Regions from separate parts of the Gossypium hirsutum genome. Here region 2 is linked to region 1. A link is a contact called in public Hi-C data. All regions are on one chromosome and are shown on one strand. Each heading gives the region's core, a stretch centred on a gene start, on an enhancer-like site or on the middle of the called end of the contact. The rest is flanking DNA. Distances are from core to core; before and after follow the strand shown.

Evidence for each region. Hi-C and Micro-C count contacts between places; a contact is called where the count stands out from the background.
Region 2: a Hi-C map of leaf shows a contact between it and region 1, with 5 times the contacts expected there. The contact joins the promoter of LOC107892027 here to the enhancer-like site in region 1. A contact is called at or near these places in 15 of 34 Hi-C or Micro-C datasets (callus, hypocotyl, leaf and 2 more).

The regions. Positions count from the first base shown.
Region 1 is chrD09:24,968,851-24,976,438 of Gossypium_hirsutum_v2.1, reverse strand. No RefSeq gene overlaps it. Among protein-coding and RNA genes, the nearest start is that of LOC107892025, 22 kb to the right of the region's middle. Within about 2 kb of position 3,373, at least 6 of the 9 cell types and tissues checked have an H3K27ac peak or open chromatin away from gene starts, as enhancers often do. A contact at or near this core is called in hypocotyl and leaf, where this site is marked.
Region 2 is chrD09:25,181,641-25,189,228 of Gossypium_hirsutum_v2.1, reverse strand. It overlaps LOC107892027 (NADH dehydrogenase [ubiquinone] 1 beta subcomplex subunit 10-B), which reads left to right and starts at 4,876. Exons shown (of 3, transcript XM_016816994.2): 1 at 4,876-5,250; 2 at 5,623-5,677. The coding sequence starts at 4,962. The coding sequence ends at 5,654.

The DNA.
Region 1 (7,588 bases), core at 2,124-4,623:
TTTACATTTTTCGATGATTTTTCCAAAGTCAGAACAGGGAAACCTGAATTCATTCTGACCTTGTCTCACATACTTTATTATATCTCATAATTTATAATTCCATTGCTTACACTGTTTCTTCCATGAGAAACTAGACTCAATAAAATTTAATTTCATATTTTATTCAACCTCTAACTCAATTTCCACTATTTTTGATGATTTTTCAAAGTTAGACTGATGCTGCTGTCCAAAACTATTTTAGTGCAGAATGTTGATTTCCAAGTTTATAACACCCTTATTTCCTTTCTCTACAAATTTTCACATCATTTTCTCTTATTTCTCTTATTTCTCGACAGCAAGCAATTTTAGCTTTTCGTCGAATCCTATTTTCTACGTTTTGGGTACACACCTAGTATCGTTTCTAATGCGTAAGCACTCCTAAGCCTCCAGAACCTAAAAATCGACCAACATATCTCCAGATGAATCACTTAATTCGTTTTTAATCAACCAATTTTGGAAGGAACTCGACTAAAAACCTAACAAAACCCTTACCTCACTTTAGTAACCATGACTTCGCACAATCACAGCGTCGATTCAAAACCACCAGCCCCTTGATTAACTCTTAAACACCAAAAAGGAATCCCCCTTTCAGAGATTAACCAAGAACGATTAACAATAGACAAAACCATTACTTACCGAACACACGCAACCAACAATGAACAACTAAATCAATTGGAAAATAAAGAAAGAAACGAAAAGGGAAAAAATAATGGAAATTTCGGCAGCAATTAGGGGAAAGAATTGGTAGAGAAGGGAAAAAAGAAGAATAAAACGTCAGAAAAAGTTTGGGCAATTGGAGAGAAAACCGAAACTCTACTTTTTTCTGCAACAAAAAGATAATCAGATTATTTTCTGATAACCGCTCCCCTATTATCTCTTAAAATCACTCCCTATTAACCCATTAAAACACAACTACTCAGAATTTTGCCCCAACACAACTCATAGCCGAAATTGGAGCAAAAATACTATCTCCACGCCATCACAAAGAATTGAACATAAGACCTCCTTCACACCAACACTCCACTTATCCACCAGACCAGCAAGCCTATTCGATTAATTATTTTCCATCTTTTACTTAAAAGCCTATTGACCAAAGGTAGAGCTTATTCATAAAAATACCAAAATTTGCCCAAGTCTTGGCTTGAACTTGGGACCTCTCACACATCCAGAACACTTAACCACTAAAGCAGATACACAATTGTGTCACACCTTCGCAAGAAAAAAAATAAAAATTTTGGGGCATTACAAAAACCCCATAAAACCTTAGCTTGAAAATAAATTTTTCACTTGATATTAGTGAAAAATCAAAGTTTGAAGTTGGATATTAGCTTAGATTTAAGAAAAATAATTAAGAAGATATGGAAAGGAGAGAAAAGCTCTCCCTTCTTTTTTTTTTTAAGTAAATGGGGGCTTTTTACCCATTGACCCAATATATTTAATTATTTATGAAAATAACACAAGTTAAAACTTATTTACAAAAATGACCCGTTCTCTATAGTGCTCGTTGGTGCCACCTGACACACCGACGGTACTCTCCCCAAATGATGACCCAATCATCAGCTTTTAAAAAAAAAATTAGGTGTTGCCACTTTGTTAGGCTGCACCAGTCTTTAGTTTTCAAAATACCCATTAAAAATACATGTATTCAGAAAAAGATAAAAAAAAAAAGGAAAATATATTTTTGAATGGATTCTACTAGTGTGTTAGGCGGTACTAGTGGGAATTTTAAAAAAATAGGCGAAACAGGAAAAAAAGGCTGAAAAGAAACCGTTGAAATAGAAAAAGAAAAAAGAAAACTGAAAAAAAATAAAGGGAAAACCCATGATCGATACTTGCTTTATAAGTGGTTATTTTATTATTGGCTTGTTAGTATCACCACCAGTAAATGAAATATTGTTTCAAAAAATAAATCTTAAATGAGATGAGAATGGAAAGAAAGAGATGTGGGAGAAAGATAGAGAGACGAGAAGGAAAGTCAAATATGAGAAAAGAAAGAGAATAACAACTATGTAAAATAGTGATCTGAAAGGGAATTGAATATTTTATGGAAAATAGGAAATCAAACATGGCAAAGGAAAGAGAATAACATATGTGGAAAATAGATATATAAAAGGGAATTTAATATTTTAGGGAAAATAGAAAATCAAATATGGTAAAGGAAAGAGAATAACATATATGGAAGATCTATATCTTATGGCATCATCAATAATTCAATTTTAGCAAAAATTTATAATGATTCAATATGATAAAATAATTCAATAATATAAATAGTATAAAATGTGAAATTTATTTTAATAATATAAATAGTAGATATAAATAAAATTATTATTTAGGTTTAGGAAATTTTTTTGGATGATTTTAATTTTTTATTTGGTGGTAAAGGGTGAGAAATAAAAATTTAGGGGGAAATAAAAAGTTTTTGAGGTTGAGGAAGTAAATTTTTTTTTTTGGGGGGGGAATAAATGGGAGGAGTAAAATTTTGAGAGGGAAATATTAAAAAAATGGGGGGGGAGGGGGAGAATGGGTTTGGGGTAGAACGGGGCTAGGATGGGAGGGGAGCAAAAGTTATGGGGGCAAAATGGGAGGGAGTAAAAGTTTTGAGAGGAAAGTGAAGAGGTTTAGGAGTTTGGAGTAATAATGTAAATTATTATAGTTTAATATTCGGTTTATTCGAATTATTCGAGTTATTCGAATTTGAAAACCAAACTTGATTCGAACTCAAAATTCAAAAAAAAAATATTCGAGTTGACTCAAATAACTCGATTCGTTTAACTCGTAACTCGAAATTCAAAATTTTTTCAATTTTTTCGAGTCAAATTGAGTTTTGCTCATCCCTAGTCATCATTGGGAGCGGTGCCGCTAGTGTATCAAGTGACATCAGTGGATACTATGGAGAACAAATCATTTTTGCATATAAATTTTGACTTCGAATTATTTTTGTAAGTAATTAATTATTTTGCATCAATGGAGTAAAAAAGCTGTAAATGGGCTTTGACCTTTAAATTTATTAAGAAATAGCAACATGAACAACAATCAATGAATGTATCGAACGAGGGTAATCAAACCTGAAAACTTCCTCAACCGCCATACTTAGGCTAATTTTACTCAAATTGTCCCTACATCCGAAAATTCTAAATAATCGAAAGACCTAACATTATCTAAGATAGTTCCTGATAAACATAAATCTAATATGGATTGTTTATGTGACAAGTAGTGCGCAGTCGGTTTCCACAATTCTTTTTCTCCTGCTAGTTGAATCCCGCGTATAAGGGCTTGGGCTTCCGCCCATGTCGGCTCCATATGGCTCGTTATCCTTGTCGCTAAACTTTCGTGGACAAATCCGTCCCTTTCCCATTTAGCCGCGTGATTTGGGCAAGGAGATGAGCCTTCTCTGCTCCCCCTCCCCACATTAAAACTTGTTTAATTATTTTTCATTTATGGTCGAATGGCCCTTTAGCCAATTCGTCTTTCTAAAGCCTAAACGGGCAGGGTGGGGGACACGGCCCGCCACTCATCCATTTACTTTCTCTTTTTTATTTTATTTTTTTGAACTGCAGCCGATTGGGCCATTCAAAATTCAAAGCCTCATTAGGCTTTGCAGACCAAGATCCGCAATGGTGGGGGCCACGCCCCATCAAATTCATATATATATTCCATTTTTTTCCAATTTCCAATTTGATTCGTTTTCCATAATTTGTATTTTTAATCATTTTCACTAATCCTCGTTTAAATAAATTTAATTCCAATAATTTAATATTATAAAAAAAACACTTATAATATCATGCGAGATTATCAAAATACCCTTAAGTGGTAAATTTATCATTTTGCTCTTTTTTCCTCTTTGCTCAATTCCTTCATAATAATTTGTAATCAATCTAAATTCAGCAATTCTCATTTAATACTTAGTACGCATCCTTGGATATTGAAAAATATAATTTTACCTTCGCTCAATAAAATTGTTAAATTTACAATTTAATTTTTATACTCTTAAATTCTTTCAAATTGGTCTCAAAAGTAATTCTCATTACACCAATATATAATCCAACTCATTCTTATGCCAATTAATCAATAACCACTCACATTTTCCCTTATGGTCAAATGTGTTTGTAGAAGCCAATTTTGCCGGGCCCAACCGAACAGAAATCAAAGCAAAATAAAAATAAAAAAATAATATGATCTAGAGTCCATTGACAAATATCAGACCCAAATTATATCAAGCCCAAGTGGCCCAAACCAAAAAAACCCTAAAGCCCACAACAGCCTAAACTATTTTCAGAAAAACAAAAACCTAGTGCCACACCCTACCTAGTCGCCGCTGCACCCTAGCCTGCCACCACCAACTGCTTTGCCATCACTAATCACCCTTGTAAGAAGAAGAGAAAACACGTAAACAACAGTAGCAAGAGCAATAGAAAAATGATAAAAAAAATATATTGTAAAATGACTATAAAAAAAAGCCAAAAGCAGATTGTAAGAGTAGGGTTTTTTGCTTCTGAAATAAAAATCGAAATAAAAAAGTAAAAACAAAACAATCGAAAAAATTCAAAGGTGATTTTTTTTCTTTTTTTTCCTTGAATCCATTATTGTATATATATATAAAGAAAAAGAAAACTCACCTGGTGGTTGTTTCTGTTGTCGGAGTCGAAGGGAGCCGAAATAGCCAAAACGAAGGTTTCTTTTTTTTAGCCACCGTGGATGGTAGAGCCGTCACCGGTGACCGGTGGCCATCGCGGCTGTGACTCGCTGGAGCCATGGCCGACCTAAGGAGGCCATCAAAGAAAAAAAAAAGAGAAGAAAGGTTTTTTATTCTAAACCTATTTTAAATTTTTTTTTGAATTTTTAAACTTAAATAGGCCATCAATACGAAGTCGTTTTGGCTTGGCATCAGATACCCCAAAAAAATGTCGTTTCGAAGCGGAGCCCGACGACTCGACTCGTCCATGCAGTAGGGTCCACGTGTTTTCAAAAAATAGCCTATTGCGCATTTAGTCCTTCCGCTTTTTAAGCTGTTTCCAATCCGGTCCTATTTCTTTTTTTCTCTTTTTTCAATTTTACCATTTAATTTTGTATTTTTCCATTTTGATCCTTATTTTTGTTTTATTAGCTATTTTTATTTTTTTATAATTTATACTCCCTAATTTCATTTTAATTTTGATTTAATCCTTTAATCATTTAATTTCAACCTTTTATAGATTCTTATATGTATATTGTTCTATTTTTTTATATTTATTTATTCATTTATCTATTATTTCTTTACTTTTTTTACATATTTAAAAATTATATTTTACATCTCCTTAAGCATTTATTTATTTTTGGTTGCCCCAAATTATTATTGTTATTATTTATTGTGTTTCGATTATTTATATTAGAATTAGAATAGTAATTACATATATCATTTTATTTATTTGTTTATCTATGTATTATCTCTCACCCTTTTTATATTTGAAAATTATGATGTTTATATTTTCTTTATTCGTGCACTTGGTTTTCGTATTATTCTAATTATTATTATCATTATTATTTATTTTTCCTATTATTATTTAATTAGTATTAGAATTAGTAATTATAATATGATTATTGCCATTGTTTATTTGGTGTTTTATTATTATAGTTATATCATCATCATTTATTAGTATGATATTTTTGTTTTTTTTTCCGTATATCATTGTTTTGTTTATGCGCGCTATTATTTTATTATTGCTACAACCATGTTACGAATCGTGTTCAAATATATTTACTCATTTCTATACTATACCCGAATAAATCAAATACACGTTATTTCAAATGTTATGTTCGTTTTCGCATGATGCATAAAAAAGAAAATTTTTAAAATCGAGACAATTTTGTTATTTTTGAAATTTGAGGAGTTATGCTCCTAACTTACAGAATATGACATCTTCTTAAAACTAAAATAACCGCATATCCTATTTAAAACAACGAAAAGTAAGATTTAGATAGCGATCAAATGGCGATTATTTTAGTTTTCTAGAATCCAAGGTATCGTGTCCTAACTTTCGGGACATGGTCTTTCTTCTCGATTAACTCAAAATAAAGCCTTTTCCATTTAATTTAATTTAGTTAAATCATATCTTAATAACATTATGCAAAAAGGGATCGTGTTTCAAATTCTCTTTAAATTTTCAATTTTCGACACTAAAGACATCAAGTAATCAATTAGGTACCAATTTTGGGCGTAACAAGGGTGTTAATACTTCTTCATGCGTAACCGACTCTCGAACCCATTTTTTGGATTTTGTCGATCGAAAACCATTGTTTTAATAAATCAAACCTCTTATTAAAATAATCAAATTACGAGGTAGCCCGATCACGCCTTCTAAAAGTGATTGGTGGTGACTCCCACCTTCGTTTTCAAAATATAAGTCGATTTAAAAAAAGTGTTTCGACAGCTTGGCGACTACACTTGGGAATAAAATAAGAGAGTCAAACCGTGAGTTGATTACTTTTGGTCTTTTTATTGAAAATTGATAATTTGGTTTAAATTTACAATCCCTTTGTTGCATTTCATCCTTCATGTCGTGATATTTCGGGTTGTATAGAGATCTAGTATATCTGATTTATTGGTTCAAAAGTCTTTTTGTGTGTTTGTCGTATATTGCATTACATAACTGTTCGATTTTTCCCTTCTTAAGTGGGAGTGAGAAAGCATCCCTTCGTAAGGTCTTCACCTCCGTATAGGATAGTGGATCGCTTTAGGGATACATCCGTACCTATATCTTCGTGAGATCTTCATCTCTGTATAGCCATAGGGTAATGTATTCCCCTAAATTGAACTCGGCCCGTATGAGCTTATAATGGGTGAGGGTCGAGGAATCCATCGGTTTAGGTACCCTTACTTTAGAACTGAACCGCATATAATGAGCCCTAAGAACCTGGCCTAGATAGAACCATACCAAACCTTAGTAGTCACCTGAATAGGTGCTCTATTTATTATTGCTTGCTTGCTTGCTTTAAATTCTAACTTTGTATGAAATATACTGACTTGTTTTATTTTATTTTAACTGTGACTGCATTGCATTTTCATTATAGAAAAGGGGTATTAATTCACGTTTAGTTGCTAAATAGAGAGCTTCTCATGGAAAAAAGATTTCTTGATAAAGTGGAAGATAATGCAGCCATCCAAATATGGTCCGAGAAGACACAACAAGATAAGGGTGATAGCCTGATGGAGGGTACGTGTCAGAATTGTGGGATTTCACTCACATCAGTGTAACTCAGAATAGTCTCCAAGAGTTGAAATAAATATAGAACCAATGGGATGACGAAACCAAGAAGTTATTCTACTGTAACTATGAGGATTTGCCTTATTTACTCGATGTCAAAGTGGATAAGCACTTGTTCCGAGCCCTTGCCCAGTATTGGAATCCCGCCTATAACTGTTTTACTTTTGGAAAGGTAGACAACTTTGCTTCGTTGCTTGAGGATCCAAGCCGACAAAGCTTATTCTAGAGCCGCCAACGTCCCGACTTTCCTAAAGAAGCTAACGAGCATCACTGGAATAAGCGAGCAATGGGTTGTGGCCTGGGTTAAA
Region 2 (7,588 bases), core at 3,627-6,126, 210 kb before region 1:
TCTACTAGTTTCTATTAAGAAGAGAGAATTTTTGTTTTCACCCCAAAATGAGAGAAAACCTTTTCAAGTTCTGTGTTTCGATTCAATTGGTTCGAGCCTACACTCGAAGCAGTTTGTGGTACGAGAATAGCAGAGAAGATCATTTGGTTGAAAGTCGAGAACAATGAATGTCCACTAAACCGAAAACACATGAGCAAATTTGATTAAGGTTTATTGCTATAAATATCATAAACTGAGTCTATTTTCAAAATTTTAATTTTCCACTGTGCAAGAAAACTTTTTTCAAATCGGGATTTTTCCAACAACCTTAAGCAAGCAGGGAGTAAATTTATATTTAGTTATTTTAAATTTGTTATCCTCGTACGATAGGGTTTAATGTATAAGGCAATATAGGAACTCACTAAGTTCATTTGAACTTATAGTAGTTTACATGGTGTTTGCAAAACTTGCAAGGTTGGTCGAGGACTTTGAGGTGGGATCAAGTTAGATGGAGTGGAGATTGGGGATCGCTGTTGGACCAAGTCATGCACATGGGAAGGGGGTACTATTGGAGGCTTTGTCTCAGGTTCAATAACAATGAAGCCATATAGCATCCCTAGAATTTGGATTCTTAGGACGGATAGTCCTTAGTTAAATTCTAAAGAATTTCATTGTAAACAAATAGGTCGATTGCTGATAGAAAATTTTAGGGACTAAACATACAGGGGCTTAAGGTCTTAGTTGTAAGGATTATTATTTTTAAATTTCATTATTGGATAATTGTACTTTTAGCCTATTATTGACAGTTAAGTTAGCTAAAATTAAGTATAGGTCCATTTGTGACGCTCTATACCTGGATCCGACGAATAGGTCGGACGTGAGGTGTTGCAAATGCTATATATATTTATATTTATTGATCAGTTGAAAGTTTTTTTATATAAAACAAATGGTTAGGAATTTTAAATTTACATCAAATTTGACATGCATGATTTGTATGAAGAAAATATGAAGTACGACGGTTGAATCGTTAAAATATTGAGCATACAAAGAGATAAGAAATGGTGTAAAACTACTTTAGTTTTACCTTAATGAATCTCTTCTCTTATGTTATCATTACCAATTGGTGAAGATGTTATATGTAATGCTATTTTCTTAGTTACCATTGTAACAAAGTAATGTTATTTTCGTTGGATGCTTTGCTATAAAGAATTATTGAATTCGATACAATTGTTTGTAACATTAGTAATTTAATATTTTAGAGTCTCAATTGACAAGATAGTGAACTGATTTATGGGTTTGATGCATTTGAATGGAACAATTATTTCGACTAAGATAGGCATTCTATTTCAACTAAAATCTCCTTTTAGCATGATGTTTAGGAATGACATAATCTTGGAAGACATAGAAATAATAGTTCTTAGGAAAATCCGAACTATAGATATTAAAAGGGGCTTAATTGGTTTTTGATTTTGTGAAATTTAATTTTGTAAGTTGAAGTGCTCATGGTGAAAACAGTTGGAAGAGGTTTAATTAATTTGTTTTTATAAATTTGTGGTGGTCTTTTTATACCATTAAGCAAAAAAAAGATTTAATATATCATTTAATACTCGTGTTTGACACTTTTTTTTAATGTGGTACACGTGTTATTTTTTTGTTGCAATTTGATAACTGTATTTGACAAAAAAAAGTTATATATTTTGGTATTCAAAGGTGACAATGTTAACTTTTTAGTGTTTAATTCAATTTTAGGGTTGATTTGATGAAAATTAATTGCTAATATTATTAAGTTTGAATATTTCATGATTTTGTTAATAGAATAAATTTAGTGTTAATTATGAATTTGTTTGATTTTATATTTAATTTGGGTTTCAGGATGAAAATTAATTGCTAATATTATTAGTTAATTATGAATTTTCATCTAATCAATTTTAAAACCGAACTAAACACTAAAAAGTTAACATTATTATATTCAGATACCAAAATATACAATTATTGTTAAATACAAATATTAAATTGAATATAAAAATATACGTATCACATTAAAAAAAACACAAACTCAAACTCAAATTCTAAATCATATATTATGGGTAGAAAAAAGTTAGCTCCTGAATGGGGAAATGTTTAATTTCAAGTGAAACTAAAATTGGCGTAGTTGGTGCGCCTTGGGAAATTGGATTAAATTTTTAATTGAATATGATATTTGTATTAATGTATAATTAGTTAAATAAATTTAGAATTAGAATTAAATTATTATGATAAAATTATGTGAATTATGAAATTAATTGAAATATGATATAAGATATAAATAAATAATAATTAAAAATGTGATGTCATAAAAATAAAATAAACACGATGTAAAACAAATTATTAATGCGAGAACAGGGTCGAAGCCAGCAGGTTACACAGGGCATTGTCCCCTTGGTTAAATCAACAAATTGCACTTTTAGTCTCTTCTAAAATTTAATCATTTAATTTAAATCCTATGATTATATTAAATTACATTTTTCACCCTCTTGAAATTAATAATTTAATTTAAACCTTTTTAAGTTTTAAATTGCCTATAAATCTATTTAAATATTAAATTAGAGAATATTACGCGTTTGAGTGCGCTCAAATCAATAATCACTAGATTTTCACGTGTTAACAGAGTTAGTACTTCTTCAATAATATATTTTTTAAGGTATTTATTTAATATTTTTGAGTAAATTCTTTTAGCTTTAATCTTCTCAAAATTTTATAATAATAGAATAAGGGTTAATAATTGATAAACTGTCAAAGTATTTTTTAATTTCATAAATAGGTTTAATATTTTCCTATATTCTACAAGACATTTGTGATCATCTTAACTTTATTTGTAAAATTTAAAAATTTTATTGTTAAATATTTTCTCATAAAATAATTACTCACTTAAAAATTATTTTTATTTTTAAGATAATAAAAATATATATTTTTTAAAAAATAATTTTTTTCGTGGGTTTAATGAATCTTGTCTCTTTTAATACTCGTCCAAAGTAACTTGAAGATGCTCCTTGCCCGGATAAGTCATAGATGTTGATTTATCTATATCTATTCACTGTATTTGATTGAGTTAATACAATCAAGAGTTTAATTTAATCGTAAAATTATTAAAAATTTATTATTTTGAAGTGTTTTTATTTTTATTTTTTATAATTAGTTTTTATGTCATATGCTATATGTTTATTTTTAAAATTATATATTTTTATAATTTTTAAAAATATATATACTAATTAAATAGATGGAAATAAAAAGCGAGAAACAATCTATAGTAAAATATAAAGTAATTAGATAAAATAAGTCATTCGAATATTAGTTAAAATTTCACTTATAAAGAACCATTACTTTAATACTTTATTGTCTTTAACATAATATTTCATAACACAATGATAAACAACATTCATAATCATGTAAATATTATTAAAATTAAATAGTAGTAAAACTATCGAAATCAAATAATAACTAAACATCTCAAATAATAATGAAAGCCATACCTTTTTCGGTGTTGAAACAAAACCTATTAAATGATGCTAAAATATGATTTTTTAAAATAATATTTTTTAGATGTTATTTTGAATGAAAATGTGTCATTGTGCATATATTTATAGTGTTAAATATTAGTTTTAATTGCTATATAACTATTTACTAATTAAATGATAATTAATTTATAATAATAAATATAATTTATTATGGATCCAAAGTTTAATTAAGTCATAATAACTATTACATTGGTAATGAAAACATTATTAATAAAATAATTATACCTATTTTTATATTATATTATATTATTTTATTTTATAGATTTAAAAAAATATGAGAAATATAGATAGTACAAAGTATTGATTCTTAAATGATCGATTTTCTTTATATTAATTTCTCAAATAGATATGAGTCATACTATTTGTTAAGTAGGATTTGTGTTGAATCAAATCGATTTGGTTAGATGTATTTAATATTTATAAAAAAAATAGTTAAGTTATTTTTAAAATATATTTATTTTCTTTTGAGTTTTGATATATAAATTAAGAATAAATAAATAAATATATACATTATAGATTAGACCATTATAATAATATTATATATATAATTTAATTATAAAAAATATTTTTAACATTATTAATTATTATCATATTTAAAATAAAAATTATATTTATGTAATCAAAAGATTCAATTTTTATTATTTTTAACTTATCCAATTATGTACAATAATTTTATAATTTATAATTTTATTAATTAATAATATATTATGCTATTTTATAAGTAGAACTTTTTATTCTTCAATTTTTTTAAAAAAAAGATATGATCAAATGAAATAATTTCACCTTAATATACTATCGTATTAATTAATATTACTTTTATTATTATCACATAATAATACAAACAATTTATTATTTTAATGTCAATTTAGTAATATAATTTATAATAAAAAGTATTCTTGTCAATTCAATTTTTTTAAACCCGTGTTTCATATATATATATTTTAAATAGATGCTAAATGTAAATATACAACGTATGATAAGAATTGAAATAAAAATATTACAATTTTAAGCATAATCCTTTTTTTTTAAGATTAATTTTATTATAGGTTTTTATCGCTCTTTGTGATATAATATTTAGAACTATCCATTAATTCCTCTTCAATAGGATAATGCACTTTAGCACACTCGAATCCAAACTCTCTTGCACTGACAATAATGCCGATGCAAATCGAATTAAAACTAAATGAAAAATACAATCTCATCTAACTTTTGTATGAATTCTTTCAATAAAACATAGTTGCTTTATATTAGTTTAGTGTATCGGTTTCCGTCCTCAACTGAACAAAAATTCAGTGGGCCGGGAAAGGCTACAAAAGAAGTCCAGAAAATAAAAATATAAGCGGAAACCCAATTTCAAACCCAAAATCTCCACTAAAACAAACCGAAGGGCAAGCAAGCAAGAGCCGAGTGAGAGAAACTGAGAAAGAGATGGGCAGGAAGAAGGGAGTAGCAGAGTTCGAAGAAACGGCGCCGGATGACTTCGACCCGGCCAATCCCTACAAAGACCCTGTGGCCATGCTTGAGATGAGGGAGCATATAGTTCGAGAGAAATGGATTGACATTGAGAAAGCCAAGATCCTCCGTGACAAGGTCAGGTGGTGCTACCGCATCGAAGGGGTCAACCATCTCCAGAAGTGCCGCCATCTCGTACGCCAGTACCTCGACGCCACCCGTGGCATCGGTTGGGGCAAGGATGGCCGTCATCCCTCCCTCCACGGTCCCTATCTTTCTTTACTACATAAAAGACTTCATTTTATTTATTATAAACTCGATTGGTTATGATTTCTTATTACTTGCTCTTTGCTTCCCCAATTTCAAACAAGATCAGTAGTTTTGCCATAGACAATGTATATTTTGCTTTTATATGTATTAACTGTTCATTTTTTAAAAGTTTTTAATTTGATTCTGAATTTGTTTTATTAGCTACGTTCTATAACGACTTTTCAGAGTGGGAAGCAAAACAAGAGTAAAAATTACAAAAAAGATTCAGCATTGATTTATCCATTTATTTGTGGATTAGTCAACATTGTTCTTTGGGGAAGGAATGGCTGAGCTGTATTGATTTTGTGTTGATGATTTGGGATTTTAGGTCCAAAGGTTGAAGAGATCGATTCAGAATGAATGGCTGCATTTGGTCATGATAGGTAATCTCGGACTCTAATTCGTTCTATATACTATCTACTGAACAATCCTTGTTACTGTTATTGGTTCAACAGAATTATTTCTTGCTTTGTTGATGTTGTTCTGGAACCGTTTGCTTGAACTTTAGAATCTGTACAAAGAAAATTTCAAAACAATTTAACCAAATCAGGTGGGCATGAACATGCCTGTGATATGAACTTACAGAAAGTTTATGGAAGCCAAGTTGGTGGAGAAAAATATGAAATTATAAAGTAGAAGGTGGGGGAAAAAGAATAGTTTAAGGCTTTATGATTATTGGTTATGTTTCAAAGACCCCCCTGGTTGATTAAGCAGTAAAATCTTTCAAAGAGAGCGCATTAGTTCTAGAGATATCTACTTCCATGTTGTAAACCTCAACGCGATTACTGTCCCTATCTTTAATTACTAGAAATCCTATGTTTTCCAATTCTTTTGTGTCAGCTCCAGTAATAGATAGTTTTGTACTTTCTTCTTTTGGAATATCAGAAGCTGGGCAGCTTTTTCTTGAGCTGGTGCGCTGACAGCTGATTTACCATCTCAACTTTTCTCATCTACCTCATCAATGTCTTTTTTGCTATATGAGCAGTAGGAGTATTCTTGCTCTCACACTGAGCAAGTTTGCCAGCTTTAGTTTTTGATGAGCAGGTCTTGGAGAAATTTACAGCATTTAAAGTAGATATTACAACAGTTGCGTACTGTTTTGCAATGCCTAGTTGTCTGCCCACAACACTCATGATCCACATAGATGCGTTTGGCCTTTCTAATCACTCCTAAAGGCCATTTGGAGTCTTAAAAGTTGTCTTCCATTCATCAACACTTCTCAATCTATCGTGGTGATAACCACTCTTCAAATCAATCATTGAAAACTCCACAGAACCAGTCAATTGACCAAGAATATTACTCAACCAAGGTATCCCAACAAGAATATGATCTATAGACATAGGAATATCTGACAAGGCTTTATCATCTAATTGAGGATGCTCTTTAAAGTATGCTTCTATCTCTTGGACTTTATGCTGAGGATGGCTACGGTAACACTTCTTTTTGGAATGCTGGCTAGGATCCTAATCACTATTCAAGGGAGAATCTATTTCAATACTTGATTTGTCTTACAATCATTGGCTATGATTTTCCTAATTAGTTCTCCAGAGGCCTCATGGATCATGCCAAACATATTGGGACTCTCAAATATGTTTGGGCTAAAGTACGGGTCAGGTTGGTGTTGATCCCTAACTTCTTTAAAACCCTTCACTTGAGCAGTCAACGCCTTTAATAGTGAGGATCGTTGGCTAATTGCATCTACGGCACGGTTAGACTCCTCTTCACCTTCAGTTGTTGTTGTCAACTCTTCACGAACAGTTGAGGACTCTCCTTGAACTAGATGCGTAGCTGCTTCACTTTCTTTGGAATACTCATCATAAATAGGATCTAACCGATTGTACTCTTGTTCTTTCATATGCATCCTGTCGTGAAAATCAACAGTTTCAATGTTAATTCCACCTCTTTTTAATTCAAAAGCATGTGCTATCTGCTCCTTCAATCCACCTCGTACTACACAATTTGTGGGTCTAACATCATGAAAGTGGTTTTCTTCCTCACCGAAATTGAATTTATTAGGGAGGCTACCTTCTGATATGTCAAACTGGTTGTGGGTACAGTCCAGAATCTCTATCTAGGTTCCCATTTGTGCACACGACATTTCTTCAATTGCACACTATATGCTACACTGAATTCCTCTTCCTCACTATCACTTCCAACCATGGCTTAATAGAAAACTCTAATATAAATCCTATGATCTAACAAGTAGAAAGAAGTTGGAACTCTAGAAAACTTAGGGTTATTAAAAAGCTACTAGTTTTATGCTATATCCATTCTGTGGGTAAAGAAATAAAATC